Regions from separate parts of the Xenopus tropicalis genome. Here region 1 is linked to region 2. The links are chromatin contacts, called in public Hi-C maps. All regions are on one chromosome and are shown on one strand. The core of a region is the stretch at or near the end of the contact, and the rest is flanking DNA. Distances in the headings are between cores, read along the strand shown.

The links. A called contact is a pair of places that touch in the nucleus more often than the background predicts.
Region 1: a contact with region 2 is called in a Hi-C map of liver, with 2.6 times the contacts expected there. The contact joins two enhancer-like sites. A contact is called at or near these places in 2 of 5 Hi-C or Micro-C datasets (brain and liver).

Annotation. Positions count from the first base shown.
Region 1 is chr1:146,464,503-146,471,284 of UCB_Xtro_10.0, reverse strand. ssh1 (protein phosphatase Slingshot homolog 1) reads left to right here. Exons shown (of 16, transcript XM_004910620.4): 8 at 1-61; 9 at 1,231-1,425; 10 at 4,197-4,290; 11 at 5,624-5,752. Among named protein-coding and RNA genes, the nearest start is that of coro1c, 28 kb to the right of the region's middle. Within about 2 kb of position 3,619, at least 1 of the 11 cell types and tissues checked has an H3K27ac peak or open chromatin away from gene starts, as enhancers often do. A contact at or near this core is called in liver, where this site is marked.
Region 2 is chr1:146,405,561-146,412,385 of UCB_Xtro_10.0, reverse strand. coro1c (coronin 1C) reads left to right here. Exons shown (of 11, transcript NM_204052.1): 6 at 4,768-4,887; 7 at 6,556-6,660. Among named protein-coding and RNA genes, the nearest start is that of coro1c, 31 kb to the left of the region's middle. Within about 2 kb of position 5,310, at least 1 of the 11 cell types and tissues checked has an H3K27ac peak or open chromatin away from gene starts, as enhancers often do. A contact at or near this core is called in liver, where this site is marked.

The DNA of each region.
Region 1 (6,782 bases), core at 2,370-4,869, 61 kb before region 2:
TCAGCGTTAATACTGCAGGCAAAACCCATGTGTTCAAACCTGTGTCTGTCCAGGCCATGTGGTGAGTACCTGACTAGGTGTAATTCAGACTGATGACTTTAAATTTTTGGCTGGTAAAAATTGTGCTCTAGCCTAAACTTTGTTTCAGTTAGTATATGCTAAATTTTCATATTTGTCTGCTTATCCTGATGGGGTTAACCAGTTACACATGCTCATGATGACTTCAGCAGCCAGGTCTACCTGTTATACTTGAAACTGCTTGAAGAAATTTGCACTTTTATTTCAGAAAAACACTTGTGGATTGCCTCCATTTAAAGGCGCTGGTAACCCCAAGAAATAAAAGTACCCTAATAGTTTTACAGATAATAATCATTTAGTCTACACTTGAAAAATATGGCATTGGTTCCGCAATAAGTATTATCTTAAAGAGGCCATTCACTGGCCAATCCTGCAAGGCATCTAAGGGCTCTGGCACACGGGGAGATTAGTCGCCCGCGACAAATCTCCCTGTTCGCGGGCGACTAATCTCCCCGAATTGCCATCCCACCGGTGAAAATGTAAGTCGCACACACTGCACAGGCGATTTCGGCAAATTGCCGAAGTTGCCTTGCGAGGCATTTTCGTCGATTTGCCGAAATCGCGCCGCCGCGTGTGCCATCCTTACATTTTCACCGGTGGGATGGCAAATGATGGCAACTTGGGGAGATTAGTCACCCACGAACAGGGAGATTTGTCGCGGGCGACTAATCTCCCTGTGTGCCAGAGCCCTAAGTGATCATTCTGTGGCCACACAAATGCATATGCCACCTTTCATTGTTCCAACTGTCCTTCACAACTAAGCAGAACAGCCTGCAGCTTGAGGATTATTACCCCGGTTGTTGCTGAATGCTTTGAACATTGAGGCAACATAGATATGCACTGCTCCTGAGAGCCTGATAAAAAAAATTGTTGGTTGGCTTGAGGTGATGGATGGTCCATGCCATCAGTATTGCCAAGGGCAGTAAGCCTGAATCTATTACAACCTGTTAGTTCATGTGGCTTGCAGAACACACAGCAAAGTTATTTACTGCAACTGTGGCATAAGCTCTGCATCTATTTTAATATAGCGATCTGGCAAGCCATGAGATTTTGAATAATAAAGGCAGTGATTCCACTGTATTTGATTATTTTACTTCTGGTGATTGCAAGCCAGTGTTTAAACTTCATCTTATTTTTCTTATGTTCATTTAGGTCAGCCCTTCAAGTACTTCATAAGGCCTGTGAGGTTGCCAGGCGTTTTAATTACTTTCCTGGAGGTCTGTCTCTTGTCTGGGCTACTTACTATGAGAGCTGCATCAGCTCTGAGCAAAGCTGCATCAATGAGTGGAACACCATGCAGGATCTGGAATCTGCCCGCGCAGATTCCCCCATTATTTTTATGGAGAAGTAAGTATCCATTGTTGTGAAAGCACCTAGATATTTGATATGTCTCTTGCTTTGATTCTGGGTGAGTGCAGAGGTTGTCTTTGTATGAATATTGTGGACACAGCCTCATTGCACTCCCGCCTATGTGACCCCATTGGGCCAATAAAAGGGCAACCATTTGGGGGTTTTAACCTTGAGAACAAACAAGTTACAGGTAAAATTAGTCCCTGTATAAAATGTATAATAAAGCAATAAAGAGTGTAGGACTGGCCAGACCAGGGATAACTTTGACGTAGTTGGCCAGCTTGAATATGTTGCAATATATGGACGAATAATCCCTGTTTTGTTTAAAATGGAAAGGGTTTTGGTAGCATAATGCACAAAATGTCTTAATGTACTTAGCACAGTGCTGTCCAACTTCTGTGGTACAGAGGGTCAGAATTTTTCTGGCCTATTTGGTGGAGGGCTGATAATGGAAGACAGATTTGACCACTACCCCTTTTTTAAACCACACCTACATAATCACAAGAGCTTTTAAGACCATACCCACATTAATGGTGGTAGCACAGCAAAAACACAAATGGTTGTTGTAGGGATACCACCCTTCATTCATATGTGAAATAATTATATTACGAGTCATATTAAGACACACCCATAAATCCATATGCTGCCTCCTCTTCCCCTGTGGATAGTACAGCAACCCCCAGCATATAATTACACACCTTAGGGGCCATATAATGACTATTTACAAATGCTAACAAACTTCCAGAACCAACCCCTGCCAGGTTCGCCTCCCACAAGCAGCTTAGAGCAAGCAGGGTATGGCTCACCCAGGCAGCATAGGGCAGGCAGAGTAGGACACACCCAGGCAGCATAGTGTGTGTGTCATACTCTCCCTACCCTACCCTGCCTGTGTGTGCCAAACTCTCCCTGCCCTGCCCTACCCTGCCTGTGTGTGCCATACTATGTCTGCCCAGTGTATGGCACACGCAGGCAGGGTAGAGTAGAAAGAGTATGGCACACACAGACAGTATATACAGTGACACAATGCTGGCCCTGCTCCTACAGTCTGTCTGAGGTGTGTACAAGTAAACAATGTGGGTGATTACAGTCTGAGCATGAGGTGTGAACAATGCAGGAGGTGAACAATGCAGGGATTAAAAGGTATGAACAGTACAGGGGATTACATGTTTAAAGTTTTGCAGAAGACTGTTTTCTGGCCTAGTGATTGGTATATTCTTGCTTTGTGAGCTACAGAGCAAAACTTTTTAGCACCTTTCATCTTGCACTTTAGTTAAAACAATGTTATTCTGGACGGGTTTCACCCCATTGCTCCATAAGCCTTAGAATTTGCATCATGCTACAGATGAACTTCTGCTTTAAATTGCTGTCTGTGTGGTCTGTTATTTTGTTTGTCAGTGCTAAATACAGTTATTTAATGATAGTTGGTGCGTGTTAGGCTGCTTGCTGGCCCACATAGTTAATAATACTGACACAACTGAAAGAACACTAAATTTAGCATAGGGCTGCTGGACTTACTTGTTTTAGCTTACCAGTCCCTTGATGCACATTTTTTTATATTACCTTTACATAGTGTTCACATTTTACAGAATGCTTTACAGAGATTAGATATCATTCATAACAGTTCCTGCCCCAGTGGAGCTTACAGTATAAGGTCCCTGTCACAGTAACACACTGTCAAATGTTTCATTAGAGGTGGGAAATGTGGGAGCAAAATGATTTCCCTCAGAAGAAAATTACAGGCCACCCGTGATTTCACATGTGTCACATGTGGGGTCCCTTACAGAGAAAATAGATATGCCCCCTCCCTGCAGCCACAGGGAGAATATAAATATATACTTTTTGCAATGTGCTGGTGGGAACCAAACCTAACCACTGCCTATTTTGTTATTTGATATTAACACAGAACTGACCCATGACCAGTATAAGGAGTGTGCATTGAAAGAGCCAAGGCATTATGGTTTTTAGAGGGGCTAAATTAGTAGACAAGGTTATGTGATGTTTCCCCACTTGTATTTTACTGCTAAATAAGGTATTTTAATACATGATAGTATATTTTAAAATAAAGCTAACAAGTATTGATTTTGTCAGTTCCATATTCACAAGTCTGGTATATAGTATAATCATTCACATAGATGATTGCATTGAAGACTTAAGGTATTAGGGGTATCCGTTGTGTAAGAGGGAGCTTGTTAACCACAGGTTCCTCAATTTAATTCCGCAAACTAGAACTGTTTAATTTAATTCTCCTTGCTTCCTTCTGCATATAAGGTGATTCATTAGGCAGTTGGATGTCTGGTTGGATGTCTTGTCAGTCCTCATTTTGAACGATGAGAGACAAATATCTGTTGCTCTTCTGTCCATGGACAGCCAGTTCATTGCTATCTGGACATTCCATGCAGCCCGGGTTAAAAAGAATCTGACCACTCAGACTATAAATAGTTTTTTTGTATTGCCTAAACTGGCTGGCTATTTGAAAGGGTCTGTATTGGTTTACACAGGGACCAAGAAGTAGAGTTCCACTCCAAAAGGCATCCGGCTACCTCACTGTACCATGTTTTTCTTTCATAGCAGTATAATAATAGTACAGTAAAATTGATCTATAAAACCTTGGTCTGTGCTCAGATTCCCTTACATTTGTAAATCTTTATTTATGTAGCTGGTTTGAGCTTTTGGTAAATACCCTTATCAACTTGCCATCCACATGCCTGCATGTTTTCCTTTCTCTGTATATCCTTTTTTTAAATGAACTGTATCTTTTTTGCATTCAGGCCTAGTGAGGGGGAGAGGACTGAGTGGGTTATAAGACAAACACTAAGGAGTATCATGATGACCAGAGACTTGGAGAATGTGACCTGCAAAGAGGTGAGCAAGTTTAGTTGCAGCATAGCACAAGCATAAAATGTTTAGGCATGCTCCTTTGTTTTGCTATGCTAAAAATGCTACAGGTGTCACTTCAACTTCTTTCAGGGAGTACTTAAATTAGGACAGATATACAAGAGCATGAGGATTTTTATATGCAGCTGTATGGATATTGTGTAGCTCAGATGTCTTAGCTGTTTTTTTTCCCACAAATTTTCCATTAAAAAGCATCAGCATCAGTATCAGTTCATAGCTTGTTGAGTACAGAGAACTATTATTCTTATTGTTTAAATACAGTATTGCTTGCATCTGAGCCTCTTCCTTTAAAGGCGAAGGAAAGGTAAAATCGCTGGGGGCTGCCAAAATGTTAGGCATCCCCAGTGATTGTAATGGCTTACCTTATACCCAGGTTGGTGCTCCTGTTAAAAGAGTGTTTTTTTTTTTGTTAAAGTTCGGCTTTTCGCTTTACTGCGGTTGCACAAGTGGCAAAACGGCATCAGCCCAGGGTGGCTGCAAACGAGCGACCCTCTTCCTTCTCTTGTCTGTCTTCTGAATCTTGGGGCCAGCACATGTGCAGTAGAGTGGCTTTTTTTGTTAAAGTTCAGCTTTTCGCTTTACTGCGTTTGCGCAAGTGGCGCAAAGACAGACGATGGAAGAGGAGCACTCTCTTGCAGCTACCCCGGGCTGGTGCGGTTTTCTTCAGGAGCACCAACCCGGCGTATAAGGTAAGAGATTTTACCTTATACCTTATTTTAAAACAGGAAACAAAATCTTTTTAGAAACTAACAAAGCTTCATGCACACAGTCGGTTGTAGCAAGATTGTTCCTATAAACACGTTTAAGCAAGTTATTTCCTGGGAGAAAGTTTCCATACGTCTCTACTATAAATTTTTGAAAGATTAGTAGTTTGGCGAGGTCGTCAAGCAAGCATATCTTCTCCCGATATACCCACACATATGGGTGGGCAATATCTGGCTAATGTGATCATTTGACCCTAGTGCTAAACAAATGAATTAAAATGACAGGCATAGGCGCTGTCGGTTCAGGTGCCGCATCAACGAGCCAATACAATATCGGCAGCTGAAATCGGCCCTTGTATGCCCACCTTTAGTCTGTGTAGAACTCCTCTAAAGTGGTAATCTGAATTCAAGCCATGGAATAATAACTGCTTAGAAGGGGTAATGCTGCATATCTAAATGCATAGTTAAAGGTAAAATATGTAAGATAAATGTTTTTTTTTTTTTTATTTTACTTTTTGAATAAAATTAAATAAACCTATACTTCCATTCATCAGAGAACAGAGTGTAACCTAGTAACATTTTTATTGCCTTTTTAGATTCGCAATGAGCTGGAAGAGAAGCTGAGCTGTAACCTGAAGGAATATAAAGAATACATAGACAATGAAATGTTACTTATCTTGGGACAAATGGATAAGGCTTCCCTCATCTTTGATCATGTTTACTTGGTAAGTTACTAGAGAGAAAACACTTATTTTTCTTTTTTTAACTTGTAGATTTCATTCATACAGTTAATACGGCAGTTGATGTCTCGCCAAAACTTTAGGTTTGCTTTCCGTTCTAAAGTTTTGTCATCAGTGGTGCATAAATGCATCTGTTAGATTAAAAGAAAATTAACACCAAAAAATAAAAGTGTTTTAAAGGAGACAGAAAGGTAAAAACTAAGTAAGCTTTATCAGAAAGGTATATGTAAATACAGCCATAATCACTCACAGAAACGCTGCACTGACTTCTGAAAAAAGATTAGTTGTGTCTATAATTCCTGTGCCACAGACACACAGCTTTCTGTTCTCTGCTCTTTCCTGCTCCCCCCTCCCTCAAGAATGCTTAGAACTCTCTCCCCCCCCTTAGGAATGTGGATCTGAGCCAATCAGCAGGCTGAGTCATAGTCTTACTAACTGAGCATGTTCAGTTTGGTCTAGGTGTCTGTGCAGTAATGAGGCATTATGGGAACTTTCTTTACACAGCTCAGCATTTTTTCTTCCTGTTTGGCTTTAGATCTTCTGAACAGGTGAAATATGGGGGCACTATTGAGACAACTGAAGGTATGCCTGCAGCTTGAGATTAACTCTTTACTAGCCTTTCCTTCTCCTTTAAAGTAATTAAAATATAATGCACTGGTACAACAGGTGTGTTTACTTCAGGAACTCTACTATAGTTTATATAAATACCTTGCTGTGTAGTCACGGGGGCAGCCATTCAAGCTGGAAAAAAGAATAGGCACTAGTTACATAGCAGATAAACTCTGTAGAATACAATGGTGTTTTATCTGTTATCTGCTCTGTAACCTGTGCCTTTTCTCCATTTGAATAGCTGCCCCCATGGCTACACAGCAGGGTATTTATATAAACTATAGTAGTCTTTCTGAAGCAAACACACAACTTTTACCGGTGCAGGGCAACAGTACATTACAGTTTAATTACTTTGATAATCTTCACTTTTTGGTGTTACTGTTCCTTTAATTGCACTGGTTCCAGC
Region 2 (6,825 bases), core at 4,061-6,560:
GGAGAGGCTTCCCTAGATGCAGTTCAGGCAATCAGCCGCACTTCAGCCCTATCAGTGGCAGCCCGCAGGTCTCTCTGGCTAAAGATGTGGTCGGCAGACCTCTCCTCTAAGAAGTCTCTTACGGTCTTACCTTTCAAGGGAAAGCTTTTATTTGGTCCAGAGCTCGATAAAATTATCAGCCAAGCTACGGGAGGAAAGAGTACTTTACTTCCTCAATCTAGAAATCGCACTACATTCCGACGAGGTCGTTCCTTTCGTACCAAGTCGTCCAGGGCTGCCTCTTCCAGAGACTATTCATCACAGAGTTCCTTCAACCGTAACAGGTTCCAGAACAGGCCTAAGCCTTCATGGCAGAATAAGCGCTCCCAACCCAAGCCTGCAGATAAGTCCTCACAATGACTATTCTATGGCAAACCACGAACCGGTAGGCGGTCGTCTCCAACTATTTCAAGAGGCTTGGCTACGACTTACCACAGATCCATGGGTCCACAGACTCATCGCTTCGGGCTACCGTCTCGAATTTTCCACAATGCCCCCTACCCGATTTTTCATGTCCCGTCTACCGGCAGACTCCTTCAAACAGGAGGCTCTCAGGTCCATTGTACACGAACTCCTCAGGGAAAGGGTGATCGTACCAGTTCCATCAAGCGAAAGATTTCGAGGTTTTTATTCCAACCTTTTCATCGTTCCCAAGAGAGACGGCTCCTTCAGACCAGTTCTAGATCTGAAGCAACTCAACACCTTTCTACGCGTGTCTCGTTTCAAGATGGAGTCACTAAGATCGGTAATTGCCGGCATGTCTCCAGACGAGTTCTTGGTGACCCTGGACATAAAAGACGCCTATCTCCATGTCCCCATTTTCCCTCCGCACTGGAGATTCTTACGCTTTGCCATCAAGAATCTACACTTCCAGTTTACCTCCCTTCCCTTCGGACTCACATCGGCACCCAGGATCTTCACCAAGATCATGGCAGCAGCAGCTGCGGCGCTAAGGTCTCAGGGGGTATCCATAACCCCTTACCTCGACGACCTCCTTCTCAAGGCTCCTACGTTCACCTTGGCGATGTCCCAGCTATCCTTGGTTCTGAACACCCTGACCTCTCTGGGATGGAGGATCAATACCACCAAGTCATGCCTCATTCCCGCTCAGCGGATGTCCTTTCTCGGGTTAATATTCGACACAACGCTTCAGAAGGTCTTCCTCCCACCAGAGAAGATCTCAAGGACGCAGGACATGGTTCGCCTTCTCCTCGCCACGCCATCTCCTTCCATACGACTGGCTATGCAGGTTCTGGGCACGATGGTATCGGCCATCGAAGCTGTGCCATTTGCTCAATTCCACCTTCGACCACTCCAGTGGAACATACTGGACCAGTGGAAGCGCACAAGTCTTTATCAACGAATGCACCTTCTTCCCAAGACCAGAGTTGCGTTGGCATGGTGGCTAGACAGGTCACATCTATCCAAGGGACGCACTCTAATAGAGCCACTGTGGCTACTACTGACTACAGATGCCAGTCTAAAGGGATGGGGAGCGGTACTACAACAATCCACAGCCCAGGGAACCTGGTCCGCGTCGGAGAGCCGCCTACCCATCAATATTCTGGAGATCAGAGCGGTTCGTTTGGCACTTTTACATTGGCAGAACCTACTCAGGGGACAGGCGGTCAAGATTCAATCGGACAATGCCACCACAGTAGCTTACCTCAATCATCAGGGAGGCACGAGGAGCCGCCAGGCTCTAAAGGAGGTCAGCATGATACTGACCTGGGCAGAGTCGAGAGAAGTCCACCTCTCAGCGGTTTACATCCCAGGACTCGAAAACTGGCAGGCCGACTACCTGAGCAGACAGAAGCTAGATCCAGGAGAGTGGGCCCTAAATCCCAGGGTATTCCAGGACATTGTAAGCAGGTGGGGACTTCCGGAGGTCGACCTCATGGCCTCGCGATCAAACCGCCAGGTACCCTCATTCATGGCCAGGTGCCGAGACCCCATGGCAATAGCTGCAGACGCACTCACAGCAGAGTGGAATTTCTCCCTGGCGTATGTCTTCCCTCCACTTCCTCTCATACCACGGGTTCTCAGGAAGATCAGGAGAGAACCTTGCCTACTAATTCTGATAGCTCCCCATTGGCCCAAGAGGGCATGGTTCACAGATCTGATGTCGCTCAGCAGGGACAATCCCTGGCGACTTCCTCTACATTCCGACTTACTGACCCAGGGTCCTATCTGTCACCCCAATCCGTCATTTCTAAATTTGACGGCATGGCTCTTGAGTCGCTAGTTCTCAGCAGAAAGGGCTTCTCTAAGGAAGTGATCCAGACCATGATGGCGGCTAGAAAACCGGTATCTGCTAAGGCCTATCACAGAGTATGGAGGATCTATTGGGATTGGTGCCACTCCAACGGTTATCCCTTCCAGGAATTTTCAGTTCCTCGAATACTATCCTTTCTACAGTCAGGTCTCGACAAGGGTCTATCGCTAGGATCTCTAAAATCCCAAATCTCCGCTCTATCTGTACTATTTCAGCAGAGGATAGCTACCTTGCCAGATGTGGCCACATTCCTACAGGGAGTTTCCCGATTGCATCCTCCCTTCCACGATCCCATTCCGCCATGGGACCTCAACCTAGTCCTGAACGCCCTACAAAAAGCACCCTTTGAACCCATGGCTACCATTCCAATAGCCTGGCTAACATGGAAAACAGTTTTCCTCATTGCCATCTCCTCGGCTCGCAGGGTTTCAGAACTCAGTTCCCTCTCCTGCCAACAACCATACCTGATTTTCCATGAGGACCGCGCAGTTCTGAGAACTACTGCCTCATTTCTGCCCAAGGTGGTCTCTTCATTCCACATTAATCAGGACATCACTATTCCTTCATTTTGTCCGCGACCAACGTCTTCTAAGGAAGTGGCTCTACACTCTCTCGACCCAGTCAGAGCGCTCAAGTTCTACTTACATCGTACCAAGGAAATTCGTTCTACTAACTCCCTGTTCATTTTACACACTGGTGCGCAAAGTGGTTCTCAAGCCTCAAAATCCACGATTTCGAGATGGATCAAAGAGACAATTCGCAGAGCCTACATTGCAAAAGGAAAATCGCCACCCCTGCAAATCAGGGCTCATTCCACGAGGGGCATAGGAACTTCCTGGGCCTTCAGAAATAAAGCATCTGCTGAACAGGTCTGCAAGGCGGCGACCTGGTCATCTCTACACTCATTCGCCAAATTCTATAGTTTCGAGGTGTTTGCAGCATCTGACGCACTTTTCGGGAGGAAAGTTCTTCAGGCTGCGGTCTGTTAATTAGCAGTATTCCGCTTCCGCCCTCCCTTAGGGCATAAGGGACAGCTTTGGTATGTCCCCAAGGTCCCTGTGTCCCACAGACACCTGCTAGAGAAAAGGAGATTTTGTGATACTCACCGTTAAATCCTTTTCTCTCAGGAGGTCTGTGGGACACAGGGCTTCCCCCCCTGGAAGCGGTCATCTGAATTTTCTGTATACTGTATATAATTGTTGTTCCTTAGTTATCTTGTTGACAAAACTGAAGTTAACAGGAAGTGCAAGGGGGTATAGTAGTAGGGAGGAGGGGCTTCCTTCCTATTCTTCTATTCTAGTGTCCTGCTCCTGCTAGGAGATACTATACCCCCAAGGTCCCTGTGTCCCACAGACCTCCTGAGAGAAAAGGATTTAACGGTGAGTATCACAAAATCTCCTTATTGTTCACCTTCCAAAAACATTTTGCCAGAGTACATCAGAAATTATGGGGCAGATTTATCAAAATGTAAGCTTAGGGTTATCATAGAAAACATTCTATTTGTTTCTGTGGAATTTTTAGAAGCATACTTATCAATGGGTGCTAAAGTTAGAGTTCGCCAAAGTTTTCTCTAGTGAGCTCAAATTTCACACATTAATAAATCTGTCAGATGTTTAGAAAGTAGACACTTTAAGGTTAAGGACCCTCCGAAATAGATGTCGCTGTTGGAAAACCAAAGCGATGCAAAGGGATTTCCACCTGCCACTTCAATTGTTGCCGGTGGAAAGTTATTTCGGAGTGCTTAGTCACCCGCGATAGCAGAGATCTGTCATGGCGACTAAACTGCTCTGTGTGTCCTTACCCTATGTTTAGTCATAATATTTTACCCCAGACCTTTTTTAACTGCTTTCTGTTTTTATATTAACTTCAAATTAAAGTTTAAACTTTAATGTTGCTATCCAGGTAGAGACTCTTATTACAATTTGCTACATTAATTGATTTCTCTGCAGCATGAGGGAAATTAAGAAACTGTTGCATTAATTACATCAGCTGACTTGATGAAACTTTAGGGTTATGCTTAGCAGAGCCAAAGACAAGAAATGTGTCAACTAATGTATACAATTAGAACAGTTTAATGTATACAATTAGAAGAGTTGATGACCCCCTTTGCAGACCTGCTCCAGGGAGACGTTTAAGTTTAAAATTTCACTTTTTACCTTCTCATAATTAAAAAAAAAAAAAAAAGAAGTAAAAAATAAAGACTTCCTGTTGGCCAGCTTAATATAGTCAAAATTTGTTCAGCTTTTTATAATCTAATTTTGCAGGAGAGTACTGGCACCAGAGAGTAGGAGGGAAAACTCATTTATATAGAGCTGATTTACCTTTATTGCTCCTATAAAGAGAGTTGAACCAATAGTTTCCCTCACTGCATGCTTTGATGAAAGTTCTCATACTCCTAATTTCTGTGATAATGTGAGTTGTCATCTCACAGGTTTCCTTTATTTTTCTTCCAGGAGAAAGATAAAGCTCACGAAGGTGCCCGGCCTATGAGAGCAATCTTTTTAGCTGATGGAAACATCTTTACTACAGGGTTCAGTCGTATGAGTGAACGTCAGCTAGCACTGTGGAATCCAGTACGTATTAAACTTATTCCTCTTGTCTGTTTTTTCTTAACCACCAACCAGGAACCCCTGACAGCTGTTGTTCTTTTGTTGTCTTTCTGTTGCCTTGACCACAAGGTAAAGTAATTTGCAAAAATAAACTTGTCTCTTTCCACACAGTATTATCATAGTCACAGGCAATTTTATGGATGTTTTGCCTTTCTAAATTCTCCCCCTGACGCCTTACTGGTCAAATGATATATGTGATATTGGTAGCTGTTTTAGTAAAGGTAAAGTATTCCACATTGTTAATTTTAATGAGCCAGCATATGTATTCCCATCTGTTGTATATCTGCTGCATATCAAAGCTTCTGTCAGACAGCTGTTTTGGTGGGTTAAATAGTTCAGAGAATGCATGTGAGACTAATCATTGTGTAAAGCTGTGCCTGGCTATCGTTCTCTGTGTAGCAATATAATATGCGGTTAGCGACTCTCTTCCTGCATTTCTGAAAGGCAAATGGTTCCTAGCAAAAAATAGTCTGTTACAACTGAATCTGTTTGTTTACACCTGTCCTGTAGCAAACATGTTTAAGGGCTACTTGGGGAGTAGCCAAGCATCACTGTGCACTAATATTAATGTATACTTCTAATGTTTTTGATGGGGGCATTAGTTGCCCTTTTCCTTTGGAAAATCTCACACTAAGGTGGTTTCATCTGGCAAGTTCATGTCAAGTTTTATCTGCATTTAGCATTTGCATGTGCTCTTGTTGGTATGGTCCTATAGTGAAATGCACAAAAGAGCCACTGCATGTGAATATAGTTAGAAATGGCCATGTGTAAAGATCCTTGAGTACACATAAAGCATACCAGGAGCAGCATAACAACATTGTACACTTACCGTATATGTATAGAAGTGAACATGTGTATATGTTTAAAGCTTCTTAATGTATTTTGTCCTTTAAAGGGCACCTATCACCCCTATAATGTTTCCCTCACCAGAGGTACGGGCTAAAAGAGCCTGCACCCCAGTTGGGGGAAACATTCATTTCTTGGGGGGTTTTCTTTTTATTAAAAACTCCTCATGTCAGCGCTGGGATACCCAAACCAGGAGGGAGCTCCCGGTGCGGATGGCCATCTTCGTTGGCATGCATGGACATAATAAGTGATCTCCCTGCTCGCTTACTATGTGCATGCTCCTGACGTAGGAGCAGTGAATGTAAATCACCCTCCTATGCCACACACATGCGCATAATGATTGTGTTGTAGCACTCATTATGCGCATGCGTGTGCCCCAACATGGCTGCCCACACTGGGGCTTTCTTACGGTGCAGGTAGTCCAGTACTGGCAGGGGCAGTTTTTTTTCCAATATTTTTCCCCCTATCTGGAGTGCAGGCTCTATATGTGGCCTGTTTGACTTTCCACACCAGTAAACATTCTGATCTGAAAGATGCCCAAACAATTCAGTTGGTTGAGGGCCAATTATCCATTCAGCAGGTAATCAAATATATTCACTGTAATTCTGGTCTTTTGGTATACTGCCTAAAAATTTTCAAAAGGCAGTTACCACTCATTCATGCCTTCTGTGTATTTAATGTTCTGGGAATTCCTGCTTTCCAGTGTTCTGATTAGGATGTCATTTATTTCAAAACAAGACTAATTGATTTTATCTGACTGTAATCTAATCACTTTTGCAATTGCAGAAAAATATGGAAGAGCCAATTGCACTACATGAAATGGACACTAGCAATGGAGTTTTGCTACCATTTTATGATCCAGACACAAGTATCATTTACTTGTGTGGAAAGGTAAGCTTCTTGGTTCTTTCTGCTGCTGTGATAAACAGTTGCACTATTTACGCTTTGACTAATGGCACACTGGGCATTTTGATATCTGATGTGGTCATACAGAAAAGAATAGTGGTCAAAATGCCCATATGTCCCTGTCAGCACTTTCCATGGAGAGATTTTTGC